Linked DNA regions of Zea mays: region 2 is linked to region 1. The links are chromatin contacts, called in public Hi-C maps. All regions are on one chromosome and are shown on one strand. Each heading gives the region's core, a stretch centred on a gene start, on an enhancer-like site or on the middle of the called end of the contact. The rest is flanking DNA. Distances are from core to core; before and after follow the strand shown.

What was found. A called contact is a pair of places that touch in the nucleus more often than the background predicts.
Region 2: a contact with region 1 is called in a Hi-C map of tassel, with 2.1 times the contacts expected there. The contact joins two enhancer-like sites. A contact is called at or near these places in 2 of 25 Hi-C or Micro-C datasets (ear and tassel).

The regions. Positions count from the first base shown.
Region 1 is chr7:112,003,817-112,010,075 of Zm-B73-REFERENCE-NAM-5.0, reverse strand. No RefSeq gene overlaps it. Among protein-coding and RNA genes, the nearest start is that of LOC100280930, 89 kb to the right of the region's middle. Within about 2 kb of position 1,690, at least 10 of the 20 cell types and tissues checked have an H3K27ac peak or open chromatin away from gene starts, as enhancers often do. A contact at or near this core is called in ear and tassel, where this site is marked.
Region 2 is chr7:112,146,655-112,153,583 of Zm-B73-REFERENCE-NAM-5.0, reverse strand. No RefSeq gene overlaps it. Among protein-coding and RNA genes, the nearest start is that of LOC103632712, 100 kb to the left of the region's middle. Within about 2 kb of position 3,368, at least 15 of the 20 cell types and tissues checked have an H3K27ac peak or open chromatin away from gene starts, as enhancers often do. A contact at or near this core is called in ear and tassel, where this site is marked.

The DNA of each region.
Region 1 (6,259 bases), core at 441-2,940:
CAAAATTGAATAGAAAGGAATTTAATCACCTCGATCCCTCCGATCTCCATGCAACCAAACAAGGCCTTAGGGAGATATAGTAAAATATAGGAAAAATTCTAAAGTACAATATTCATATAACCCACAAAAGTACTTTTTAATTCAATTTGCCCCTCCATATATTTGAGTTGGTTCAATCCACCCCTTAACAAAATTTGTCTTTTTTATTTATTATGTACAAACTGAGATTTTAGTTCAAATTTTATTGGTTAGTAGCTAATGCCGTAACTTAACATAGAATTTTTATTATTATTTCACATTTAGTTGTATACCATTAAATTTACTATATTTTCTAATCTTTAACCTATCGAAAAAATATTATAAAAATCGTAAAATATTTTTTCTAGGCTAAGTTATATGCATATATCGTCCATAAGTGAGTGAAGTAATTTGAATTTTTTTCATAAAATATATTCTAGAAAATACAGGAAAAAGAAGATGTGTGTATAGCAGCCAGAATGGTTGGAGAGAGCTCGCTGACCAGAAAACATGAAAATAATATTTGGAAGACATAGATACAAGCAGCTAAAACCTAGTATTGGATGGATATGATGAGTCGTACCCCTTTTCCCCCAAAGGCTATACGTATTGTCGTGTCTCTGGCTCTGTGCCTAGCTACCACGTACACGACGCCACCGGCCTCGACCGATAGTTATACACGTTTCGACCGATTGTTTTGTAGAGGTCCTTCTTCTTTCCATTATATTCTTCCGTTGCCGCGCGCTCCTGTCTGTAGGACACATTGAGTAGGGGCTGTGCTGCATGGTGCATGGATGGCTAGCTACCTTGTAGGCTGTGGACAATCATCACGGGGCAACGTGTATATGATGACGGGCAGAGAGATCCCACAGGGCCACAGGCTGGTATATACTACATGCATGCACTATAGCATCTAGCTGCAGACATGCATGCATGCTTGATCATCGATCTCGGCACCAGTATTTCTGTGTGTGTGTGTGTTGTTCAGTACTTCAGTGCAGAGACTGTAGCAGCGACGACGACTGCATGCATCTCATGCTCGATCTGGTGGCTCCTACGGAAACAAGCATGTGTGGCTGCATGGAGAGATGCTGCGGATGCGTGTGCGCACCTGCGAGGAACGCGCATGCGCGGGGTCGCAACTCGAGGCGGTGCGGGGTCAGGGAGGGTGCTGTACTGCTGTCTGTGTTGCGGTCTATGGTACGTCCTCCGCGCCATGCATGCATGCATGCAGATGCAGCACCGTAGATGTAGATGACGCGCGCTGCATGCAGTCGTCCGCGCGCACAGGCGTGCATGCAGTCCACTGTCCATCCACCATTCCGATCCGAGAGACGAGACATCCATGGATACGATAGGATATATGGGATCGATCGATCATGAATGCATGATGCACATGATGCATGCGCTCGCTCCGAAAACCTCTCATAAATACACGGCCCCTGCTGCAACTGCAAGCATCGACTGTGCGTAGTAGTGCCATGCACGAGTTATGATCCTTCCAGCCATATGGTAGTGTCTCTCCCCCTGTGCGCGCGCTGTGTCTCGGCTTGCATACATGTATGCATGCATCGCCTAGAGAAGTTTTCTTAGCGAGGACAGGATAGAGAGGGGTGAGGTATAGTACTCGCTAGTGGCTGTGTTATGGCTTGAACAGTAACACCCAGCTACCCCTCATCTATCATCAACAGTTTTTTTCCCCTCCTTAAATAGCTGGGCACTATATGGCCGCAGTGTACCGTACGTAGTGCTGGTAATTTGATCCCTGTGTGTGTGTTGGTTGTAAAAGCTGTACGTACATTATTGTCAAGTCACGTCGTCCATTTCATGTTTAGTCTTCCCTACCGCGGCTCTGTTTTACTCTCGTCATTTCATTCATGACCAATGCGCGCAAATGCTGACGTTTTTAACATTACTTCTCATATATATTTCAGACGACGACCCAGCGCAGGGTCCTGTCCTCCTCCGTCGTCCTAACCAGAATGCTTTGGATCTGCTCGAGAAAATGGCCAAAAAGGAATAGGGATTTGCACTTGAAAGTAAAGAAGATAATATACATTTCAGACGAGGGAGTTGTTCCCAAGGCGTGTGTGTACTAAGCAAGGCATGCAAGCTAGGGTTTGCCCGATGGAGCCTTGGGGTTTGGAGCCATGATGCTCATGTGATGAGCGCAGCAGAGAGTCAACTTGCATTGGCGCATACATTCACATACTATGCGTGCTTGTGCATCGATTTGGTCATTAATATTTGGCGGTGACATAGAGTAATAATCCCAGACAGGGCTGAACCTGGATTAGACGGAATATCTTGGGGGAAGACATGCGAGGGGGCGCCGGCCGGTAGTAGAAGATTTGAGGAAGGGTTTTATTCTGCATCCGGAGAAGCTACTCGTAAATTTTTTATTCTAGCTATATGTCTACAGCTCATTGTTGTCTGTTACTAGTTTAATCAACTAGCTACCTATAGAGGGACACATGATCTATATATATGACCATATATACCAATCGGGGGGGGGGGGGGGGGGGGGGGGGGGATTGTAAGATCGACTTAAAGGCTTCGCGCGCGTGTGGTTTAATTTTCATGACACAAATTGTTCAAGTTTTTGTAATGAACAAAACGACGTGTTTCTAAAAAACCAAATATTTACATACAGGTGCATTCATGGTATTTTGGCGGATAAATGTTAAGTCATTTTACTTCTGCGCTAAGTTAGCTTCATCTAACTTTTCACTAAATTTACAGAAAAATAGTGAACGGCTGTCAAATTATATCTTATAGTGTATCTGAAGTATTGCCGGACCAAGTTTCTAAGGTTTCTATAGTGCAGACGACTAGCCGGCAAGAAGATGTGCTAGCCTACAGCTATATAGAGCTACCTAAAAACACACAACAAAGGTGATATATTTTTTAAGGTGACTACCACTATCCGAATCGGGTGTCAAGCACGGTTTACAAAACCGGTGGAAACCGGCGGTAAAGCGCTCGGTTTACCAAACCTGCCGATGGACGGTATCGGTTTACTACATGTATATTTTTAAAATTTAATTTTTTTAAAAAAATGTTAAAATTGAAAAAACAATTATGATAAAAAAACTACATGTTCTAGTGAGTAATCCGATATACAAGATATTCAAATTTAGTCTCGTTTAGTCCGTTGAAAAAATAAAAAAAAATGTTTAGACCCGTTACCAAACCCATTAACTTGTTAATAAAATATCTAAAATTAACAATACCTCTCCTCCTTCCCTCACATTCCCCACTTCGCCTCACCCTCTCTGTTCGCCTCCCACTCCAAAACCGCCGCGGTTGCATTTATCGGCGCCCAGGCGCGATTTACCGGCCCGGAGGCGGCGAATCTCGCCTGCGCAGTCGGTTTACCGGCCTCGCCCGCACGTGACCACCTCTTCCTCGCGCCACGGTTAACCGCGCGTGACCAACTGCGCGTGATCGCCGGTAAACCACTCTGTTGAGCCGGTAAACCAACTTCTTCAGCCGGTTAACCACTCCAACCCGACGCTCTGCTGGGAGCCAGGAGCCAAACCGACGGTAAACCGCCCCGAACCGGCGTTTAACCGCTACTGGCATCAGGTAAACCATGTTTTTGACCCGGTAAACCAGATTTAGTACCAGTATTTAGTTCTACACTACATATTTATAGTTCAGATTTAGTTTCGTGATGTTTAAGGTTTAGGGTTTAGTCTCAATAATATGTTTTAGATTTAGCGTTTCAAATTTGTGTATGTTAGATGTTATGTGAAGATGATTTACCGTTAGATACTAGTTATATATTAGTATTGTTAATGTGTAGTTAGTACTAGTTATATATGTTAGTATTGTTAATGTTGAGTTATATATGTAAGTATTATTAATATTTAGTTATATATGTATCTGGTAATATTATTTGCTACTAATGTGTTGCATACTTGCATTATTTTTACCACAAATGTAGGAGACATGTCGGATGAAGATAGAGATAGAGATAGAGTCTGGTTGCACGGAGAGAAGGTTAGCGCATGTTTCAAATGCAAGTATTGTAGAGAAACAAATAGTGGAGGGGTTGGTACCCGATTGAAGGAGCATCTCGTGCATAGAGGGAAAAATGTCAAGAAATGTTCCTCTATTCGTCTAGACATAAAGACATACTTTCAACTTGATATAGATAAGATAAAAGAAAAGAAGAGGACTAGGTTTAGGCAGCAACTGAGGGCAGATAAGGTAGCAAGAACCCATCTTGGGGATGATCAGTATGAGGACGAACTTTATGCAGCTCTGCATCAGTCACGTGTGGAGCACGAATTTAGTCAGAGGGTTGGTGCAAGGTATGACCTGGTGTAACACCCCGGGGATCCCCAAACACCCCGAGATGCTACTAGACTTCACTACCAATAGCCGAACACTAAGCAAAACAAAATTTGGCAGCGTCTCCTTTGTAATTATAAGCATCGCAGAAGCAAAAGAGATATATCAATACAAAATGAATTATACTAGTATGATATAGTTCTCATCAAGGACAATTAACCACGAATGAACCAGCTTATGCCTACACCATACTTTAAAATATGAACCTCAAAAGTCAATAACCAAAGTTAATTATTTGGTTCTTTAAACAGTGTGTGCCACGTGCCGCTACTCCCTACTCCCCTTGATGAGCATCAAGCACTTGCATTGAGTAATGCAAGAGTGAGATGAAACATCTCAGCAAGTAAATTGTTTTGACGAGATATTTAAACCACAAGATGAAATAATCAACATTTTACAGGAATCACAAATAAGATCATAAATACTTGTAGATATAGAACTCAATAGTCCCAATATAACCAATACCATCACATTTTCTCGAACAATCACAATAGGTTGTATAACACTTCCCTACGTCAACAATACCTGCAAATATCACTTCAATGTATGCATAGGAATGCAATGTGTAGGTCCTCTGCCTTCATACCTCTGAGGGTATAAAACCACATCATCTGCAAATATCACTTCAATCAATGCATATGAATGCAATGCATATGTCCTCTGCCTTCATACATCTAAGGGTATGAAGCCGCATCGTACCCCTTCTCGGGCAACGTACGATGCTAAGTTGTACCGGTACGGCCGGACCATAGGTGACGACAAAACTTCAGATGCAAGTGAATCATGCAATGTATATGGCATGCTGCATTTACCAATATACTTCACTTCCTTTACATACAATGCAAACCTCAAATAATACTTCGTTTACCTTCAGATACAATACAAACCTCAAATAATACTTCATTTTCCTTCAGATACAATACAAACCTCAAATAATACTTTCTTTACCTTCAGGGGTGTGAACTAATCTCATGGGTCATACTCGAATCATAATCATCATCAATATAGGATTGAGCATCAATATAATACAAGCAAGTAGAGCATCACCATAGAGTTCAATTATGAAATAATTGAATAATTCTGAATATTAGAGTGTAGGCGATAAAAACAACAAGTCAAAACGGTGGCAACCACCGCTACATTCACTTGCCTTCATCGAAGAAGAAAAGATGTACTAGGCATGTTCCGGAGTGTAGCCACCTGCTAGAGGGCATAAAACTTAATACAAATATTTCACAAACATTTTCCAACAATCAACAAATTGCTCCTACACTTGAAACCAAGACCCGGTGGAAAGACTCCTACCCTGAACCACATGCCAAACAACAGCAGCGTTGTTTGTTAATTTTGTATCTTTAAAATTATAACAATGGTGATATCAAACAAATACTCTGAAGTATCTACACAAAATAGTCTACAACTTCGGTATTCAATGGATAATTAAATTTTGCCATCTATAAGTTCTAAAACATCTGACAAGATAACTGACTGAATCTGTTTTAGACAACAACATAGTTAACTTCAAAATTCGATATCTTCCAAACTACACAACCAAAAATTATGAATTTCTTCTGGCAGTAAGAACTTTTATCCCTCTACAAAAGTCTCCATAGTTGGAGGAGCCAATTCGGCCATTTACTAGATGAAACCCACTAGTGAACAGACCCGCTCATTTTGTCTGGCAAACAGGAACATCCACAGTAAAAACAAACATAATTGGAGTTTCATAATTCATATGAATGCACTCTTTAACAATCTGGAAATCTTATGAAATTGTCTACAACTTCTTTTACCAACCTAAAGTTTAATTCTATTGATAAAATTGCCTAAATCTTAAGAGAACATATTCTGCACATAATTATGAGACTGAAAAACTGCTATA
Region 2 (6,929 bases), core at 2,119-4,618, 140 kb before region 1:
GGTCGTGATCTAATATATGCACCATATGCACTTGATATGTTCCCTAAGATAAGATACTATATTGTTATAGTATATGTATTGCATATTATAAACATTAGTCCTCTTTTTTCTATAAATTTAGTCATAAAATTTATCCGAACAAAAGAGTACCTGTTGATATGTCCTGGTCCCCCATCCTAGCTAGGGCGTGAATCTGGAGTATCTGTTTATGATAAAATATGAGTTTCTTAAAAATGGATTTTCAGCCCATCGCGTGTTCTTGCATTATTTGCAACACATCTAGCCTAGCCCGTAAAAAGACGGCAGCATGTACTCATACAGTATGTAAAGCGCTACTGTTAAGGTGGGTCAGCTCGTTGGTTCATCGTAGTAGCATACATTATAGAATCAGTGCTGCTAGTACGTACCATGAGAGAGTGAGTAGATAGGGCCATAGGGGTCAGCTGTTAACAAAAGAGGAAGAAGAGCCATGCATGCAATGAAATGAAATGCAGTGCAAGAGGCCAGCAGCTAGCTCAGCGCTGATATGGATGGACGAAGAGAGGAGAGAGAGAGAGCAGGCAGCAGTGGGTTGCACGCACAGCGGACTGGCAGCTGGGCCACACGTCGGGGACCGGTCCTTTCCAAAGACCCACAGGCAGGCAGGGGCGGGGCGGGGCAGGGCAGCAGGCAGCACAATGAGGACAGAGAGAGAGAAAGAGAGAGAGAAGGGGCGGTGGGTGGTGGAAGGAAGAAGATGCAATCGGTCATACTGCTACATGCACATCTATCATAAGGCCATCATGACTTCTTTTGTGTCAGCGTCAAAAAAACAAAGGAGAAGGAAAAGGAGGAGAGAGAGGGGAGCAGTGGCAGGGAAAGGAGGAGCTCAATCATAAAGCAATGGATTACAAAATCATTTCGCACGGCCTCACGCTGGCACACACGCGCTCTCTCTCTCTCCCCTCCCTCCCACGCTCTGACTATACTGTACATACTGTACGTAGTATTTATATCAGGGATGTTGCTCTTTTACTACTCCCCTGCTGCTGGCTCTCTAGCCAGCGAGTCGGTCGGTCGGTCGGTCGCCGGCTCTCCGCGCGCGCTCATCAGGACACACATGCACGAGCAGACTGCAGAGCCCCTATCTCTCTCTCTCTCTCTCTCTCTCTCTCTCTCTCTCTCTCTCTCTCTCTCTCCCCATATTACTGTATTCCTCTCTCTAGACTGGACATGCTACACTGCGTTTCTTTCTCTCTCTCTCTTCTTCTTCTCCGTCCTTTCTCTCTCCATCTCCTTGAGCAGCAGGCACCACGTCCAGGCTGCAGCAATTCGTCTGACAAAGAGAAGTCATAGTCGAGGAAAGCAGTAAAATACTCTGTGGACGACTGCCAGCAGCTTCAATGCGATTGCCTGTCTCTCTCCGGTCCCTCTTTGTCACCTCTCCTCCCGAGAGAGAGAGCAGAGAGAGTCGTCCGTCCGTCTGTCCGCGCCTCTCGCTCTGTGTCTTCTTTCAGCGCTGGCCTCCCTTGCCATCCCCATCTTGGGCAACGTTATTTTACTGTGACACTGTTACTATTCCTAATGTCGATGCCTTTTGACCACCCCTGCACACACACACCGGATGTCCTATGGACCTATTTCCTGTGGTCTCCATCTATGGCCGCTCGGAATCTATCTGTGCAGTGCCCACATATTTAACAAACACCCACACACACTCATATGGGGGTTGTTTAGTTCTAGCGAATAATATGGATGGACGTTTGAAACTAAGAGGTACACACCTTATTCATTAAATCAGTTGCTAAGAAGGTCGTTGGAGACCTATTAGTAATTCCAAAAGAACAACAATAGCACAACACATGATTATGTCGATATATTATCTGCTCCTTTCATATTTCGAAAGGAGGAGAGGAGGCCGGTAAAATGAAACGGACTAATCGTTATCCATGTATCCATTGATGATTGATGAATGTCATTCTTCATTTACAAGCATAATCATTCAGACATCTTCGAGCGAGGTTATTACGACTTTTAAATCAAGTAACAGTTCCAACAAGAAGCATACAATATAAGTAAATGTGAACCATGAGCACACAGAAAAATAAAAGACATTAACCATCACAAACATAAATTTTGGAATTATAAATTATGCCTCTGATAGCTCTCGCGACGGCATGAGGACAACCACAAGCACAAATTCTGTCAAATTAAGGTCCGATCCGTTTTGGTAGTTATATTGTAAACTATTTACATGATCGAGCTCCTATACAACCTCCCATGAAATTACAATTTTTTACCCCTCTCGCTTATGTAGTAGAGCTCCATACTTGGAGATGTGAATTTATGACATTTTCATCATACAGGCCTGCATGCACATCTTTTCTTAGCTGAGGCTCCTTTTAGGCATCACTTGTAGAGGAAGGTTTTCGCCGTCGCAGCCGAATCTTTGCTTCTATCACCTTCAGCACCATGTACTTTTGATTCAACTATGGATAGTCAAAGTAGTCCGATGAGGATTCAATGAACAAAGATCGAAGCTCTTCAATCGCTTTTATATCCTTGGCCTGAAACCATAGCTAGAGACTTGGCGTGTTTGGTTGTATGTCTAAGGTGTGCCACAGATTGCTATATATTTTTTGTTCCACATTTGCCTAAGGTTAGGCGCACAAATTGTCGACCACATCTTGGCAATGTCAAAGGAAATCTTGCCACATTTTTACAAGTCATTGACCGGTGGAATTTATGCAAAAGGTGAAAAACCTTGCCACAACTATGGTTATAAGCCAAACACACAACAACTAAGCTAGTCAAACATGACTAACCTTAGCTCCACAAACTCTATCATAGATTAGCTAAAAAAAACTAAAAGTTTGGATGCTCTCTCTTGACTCTACTCTTTTTTAAAGCAGACTTACGTGGAGCTGAGCCTATTTGGTTAAAAAAACGTGAAGGGGGAGAGCCATCTGAAACATAACATCCTTAGAGTATTTCTTCTGTTGACTTGACGCCTACCGACAACTCCGAGGACAGGACCGGCATATTATCTAGCGAATCTATCTCTTAAAGCTCTTTTGGTAAAAGGCTAAAAGTGTCGTTTGGGAATAAACATGGCAATCACTTTATGTCATTGGCACCACCGTCCCCTGTCAACATCAAAAGCATGTATACTGCCTATTAGCATATAGCAAGCAATGCCTTCGGTGGGGGTGACCCTGATCCCTGATCCATGCCATGCCACACCCATGCTCTACCATGCAGATCTATTGGAAAGGCGGCCATCCATGCATGTGACACAAAAGCGGTTGCTAGCTACACTACTGTATTACCTATAGCTTGGATTTCGTGTTCAGATAGGATGGAACGGGAAAGCCTGGTCGTGTCCTGCCCACGTGCTTCCTTCTGATTGGACGGGAGGAGGAGCTAGGAGATGGCTTTGCCTATGGGCTGGACGGAACGCATGGGAATGAGATTATATTCTTTGCTTGCTGCGTTCCTCCTACCTAACTAGCTAGCCTAGGAGTACTCCGTAGCTAGCAGCAGCAGCGCGCGGCAGCACAGAAAGAACAACAGCAGCGGCTAGCCACAAGCTCTTTCCATCGCACCTCTCCTGCTCCCGGCCCCATCATCGAAAAAGATTACTACCAAATTGATGAAAGGCTGGCTGAAAAGACTAGGGCAATGGGAGTTTAAATTCCTCCAACCTCCCCATCTAGTCTTGCTTCACCTTTACTAGCAAACTCCCACGGCCCCACTCATCCACCTGTGTGCTGGCCCATTGTGGATGGATACCATGCATGTGTTTGGCTGGATCCTTTGTGCATCATGCATGTGTGATATGATCCGATCAGTCACTAGCTAGGTGATAGCTTTCAGGGTGTGATAAGGTGTAGTGTAGTGTAGCTACCATGTTGTCTATATAACCAATTAAAAATACTCCGAACAACCTCCTGGTTATTGCACAAATAATGTGTACCAGAGTAATATGTATGGGCCTAGCATGCGGTGGCTACGAAACTCCCGAAAACATATTCTTTTATCCCTTACTCAAATTTTGTACATATCATAGGATTATACATACAAAACAACAGCACAACAAGACCCAAATTTGAGACGCACGGAGGGAGAGATCATTGTTCATTGACTAGGACTATTAGCAACTCAAAACGAGACTACTATACGACTATAGAATGCTCATCACAGGTAGCATCCGGTTTTAATCTGGCAATGATAAAGGTTTTCAGAATAAAAAAAATCCAGTTGAGCCCAAAGGAGGCCCAACGAAACCCATCCTAGTCATAAAGAGAGTTCCATTAATGAGTGCTTTAAAAATTTGAATTTCATGCGAAGCACTTTATTCCATTAAGAGCTTGGGATCATTCTCTTTATGTCTAGGCAATCGTAAAAACGATATACCAAACGACAGACTAAATGATAGAAATAACACTATGGCATGAATAGAATGTGGATTGCAACAACAGACGAATTAAAGCATACACAATCTATAATAAGATGGATCTTTCCAAAAGAAGGCAAAACATTTAAAGAACATTCTCAACTGCTTCAAATTTTCCTATGTGACTACTCAAGACACAAGGGTTATACCAATTGAAAGAAATGAACACTTAAGATTATATGTTACCGTCCTTTAGAATTTAGCATTTTGTAGGTTTTGATCTTAATTCACCATTATTGAGATCTTTGATCCTACAACACAACTTAACTCAAGATGAATATGAAGTTCATGATATGACAATTCATCTTTGTGTCAATCATAAGTAATAGACAATTGTAAGATTAATAACTTGAGTTTAGAATTTGATTTAACTGCTCAAGCATCCCAAAGCCTTCGATTCATCTCCATGTTCCTGTTAAGACTAGTTTGCACATTTTGGTACCCATCTTGAGATGGGTCCATCAAGATTAGCCAATAAGGCTTTGGATACCCAAATAACATTTGTGCTAAACTTGGCTGAACTAATAACCGTTCTAGCACAAGTGTAATATTTGGATTTCCTAAGCGAATAAGAATGAATGAACTTGCTAGGCTTAGGAATTTTACCCTTAGTACAAACCTTTTTAAGATGACCTAGTTCATGGCAATTGTAGAAAATGCAATGTTCAGTCTTGTGCAGCATTTGCTTCTTGTTGCTCTTCCTTGTGCGCGATGATCATCTTTAGTGATACATGGATCTTATTCTCCATGTGAGGACATGAAGCAATCGTGTAGCCCTTATCTTTGCATCTAAAGCATCTCATGTCTTTTCTCCTCTTTCTACTCTTGGAGGACAAGGAGACATTGATAGCGCAATAAACATGAACACTTGAATAGTTACCTTAATCCTTGCTCATGTTGTTAGTTTGATTCGTTGCTCCAGGAAATTTCTTCTCTAGATGGAGCTTGGTGTATGTTATTGTTTCTCCCTTCTCAAGCTTCTTCACCGTGCGTCCATGGTTATCTGAGGAGGTCAAGCATAACACTTTCTCCTTAGTTTCTTCATGTTCCTTCTAAGCCTTCTGACTTCTTCCATGAGCTTATTTTCTTTTAAAACTGAAATTTGTTGCTCAATCGGACATTGGCTTACTTGGGAGCAACATAGGTTAGCAATGGTAATATATTTTCAAATTGAACACATGTTCATTTATGAGGTCAATAAGAATTTACATTAGTAATCACAACCTCATGAGCATTATTAAACATGATGTGATCATCAATTAATTTTTCATGAAACAAGAAAGCATATCATGTTTTCATCTAATGCTACCTTTTCAAATTTTAGCATTTCTACTTGATCCTTGATCATGGCATTATCAACTTAAACTTGAGCAATACATGATAGTTAATTCTCATTATTGATGCGCTCAATTAAAAATGATTCATATCTTTGGACCAAATCACCACGAGAGCACTTTAGCTCCTCATGTTCTTTGGTCAGCTTCTCTAGGTTTTCTTTGTCTTGATGAGGGTCTCTTCTAGCTTGAGAAGCGTCTTGCTTTGTTCTTCCGCTCTTCTCAACAATTTCATCAAAATTGTCTTATCTTCCTTGTTGAGATGAGTGCAAAGCTAGTGTATCTCATCTTCTTCCACATCATCTGTCTCGTTCTCCCTAGCATTATCATTAGCAAAAGCATGCAAAGCAGAATGGACAAACAAGCCTTTTGTAGAGGTGGATTTATCGTTTGGTCTCCATCGCTCTTCTTCTTCTTCCTTCAAAGGGTTAGTAGTACAAATACGATAAGAAGTAGAGACAATGCATTTGGACTTAGAATACTTCATTTTAATTCTAGTCCAAAGATCATGCACATTAACAAACATATCATCATTACTAGTCATGATGGTATAATAAGCATCTTTACTAAGATCATCAACTAAGATGTTGCAAGCTGGAAGATTTAAAGTCAAACATCTTAGTTCCCTTAGATGGATTCTACTAATTTTAGAAGGCAAAATACTCTTATCACAAATCTGCTCTAAATAAGGATTTGCACTCTTAAAAGCCTTAAGAATACAAGCGAACCAAGATGCATAATTAGAGCCATTTGTAAGATGAATCTCTAGAGTTACCTCCTTATACAACATCGTCTTCTCCGGACGGCTAAGCCCACAAAAGGAGAGCGTAGCTTTGATACCAATTGAAAGTACCCTTTAAAGGTACTAAGGACCTAGATGTCGCCTAGAGAGGGGGTGAACAGGCGAATTAAAAATCTTAACTCAATAGAACTTTCTTACTCTACTTGGAGAGTTATATACAACGGAATCAAGACAAGTAGAGTAGATCACAGAAAAAAGATGTTCTTGTTCCAAAGACAATTTGCACTTCACAGAAAACTTATACCAAATATAAGAGTAGAAGTGCAAACCAAAATCGAACAAAGAGACAAGGACACAACTATTTTCCCGTGGTTTGGTTAGGCCTCAAATGCTTGCCTACTCCACGTTGGAGGTACCC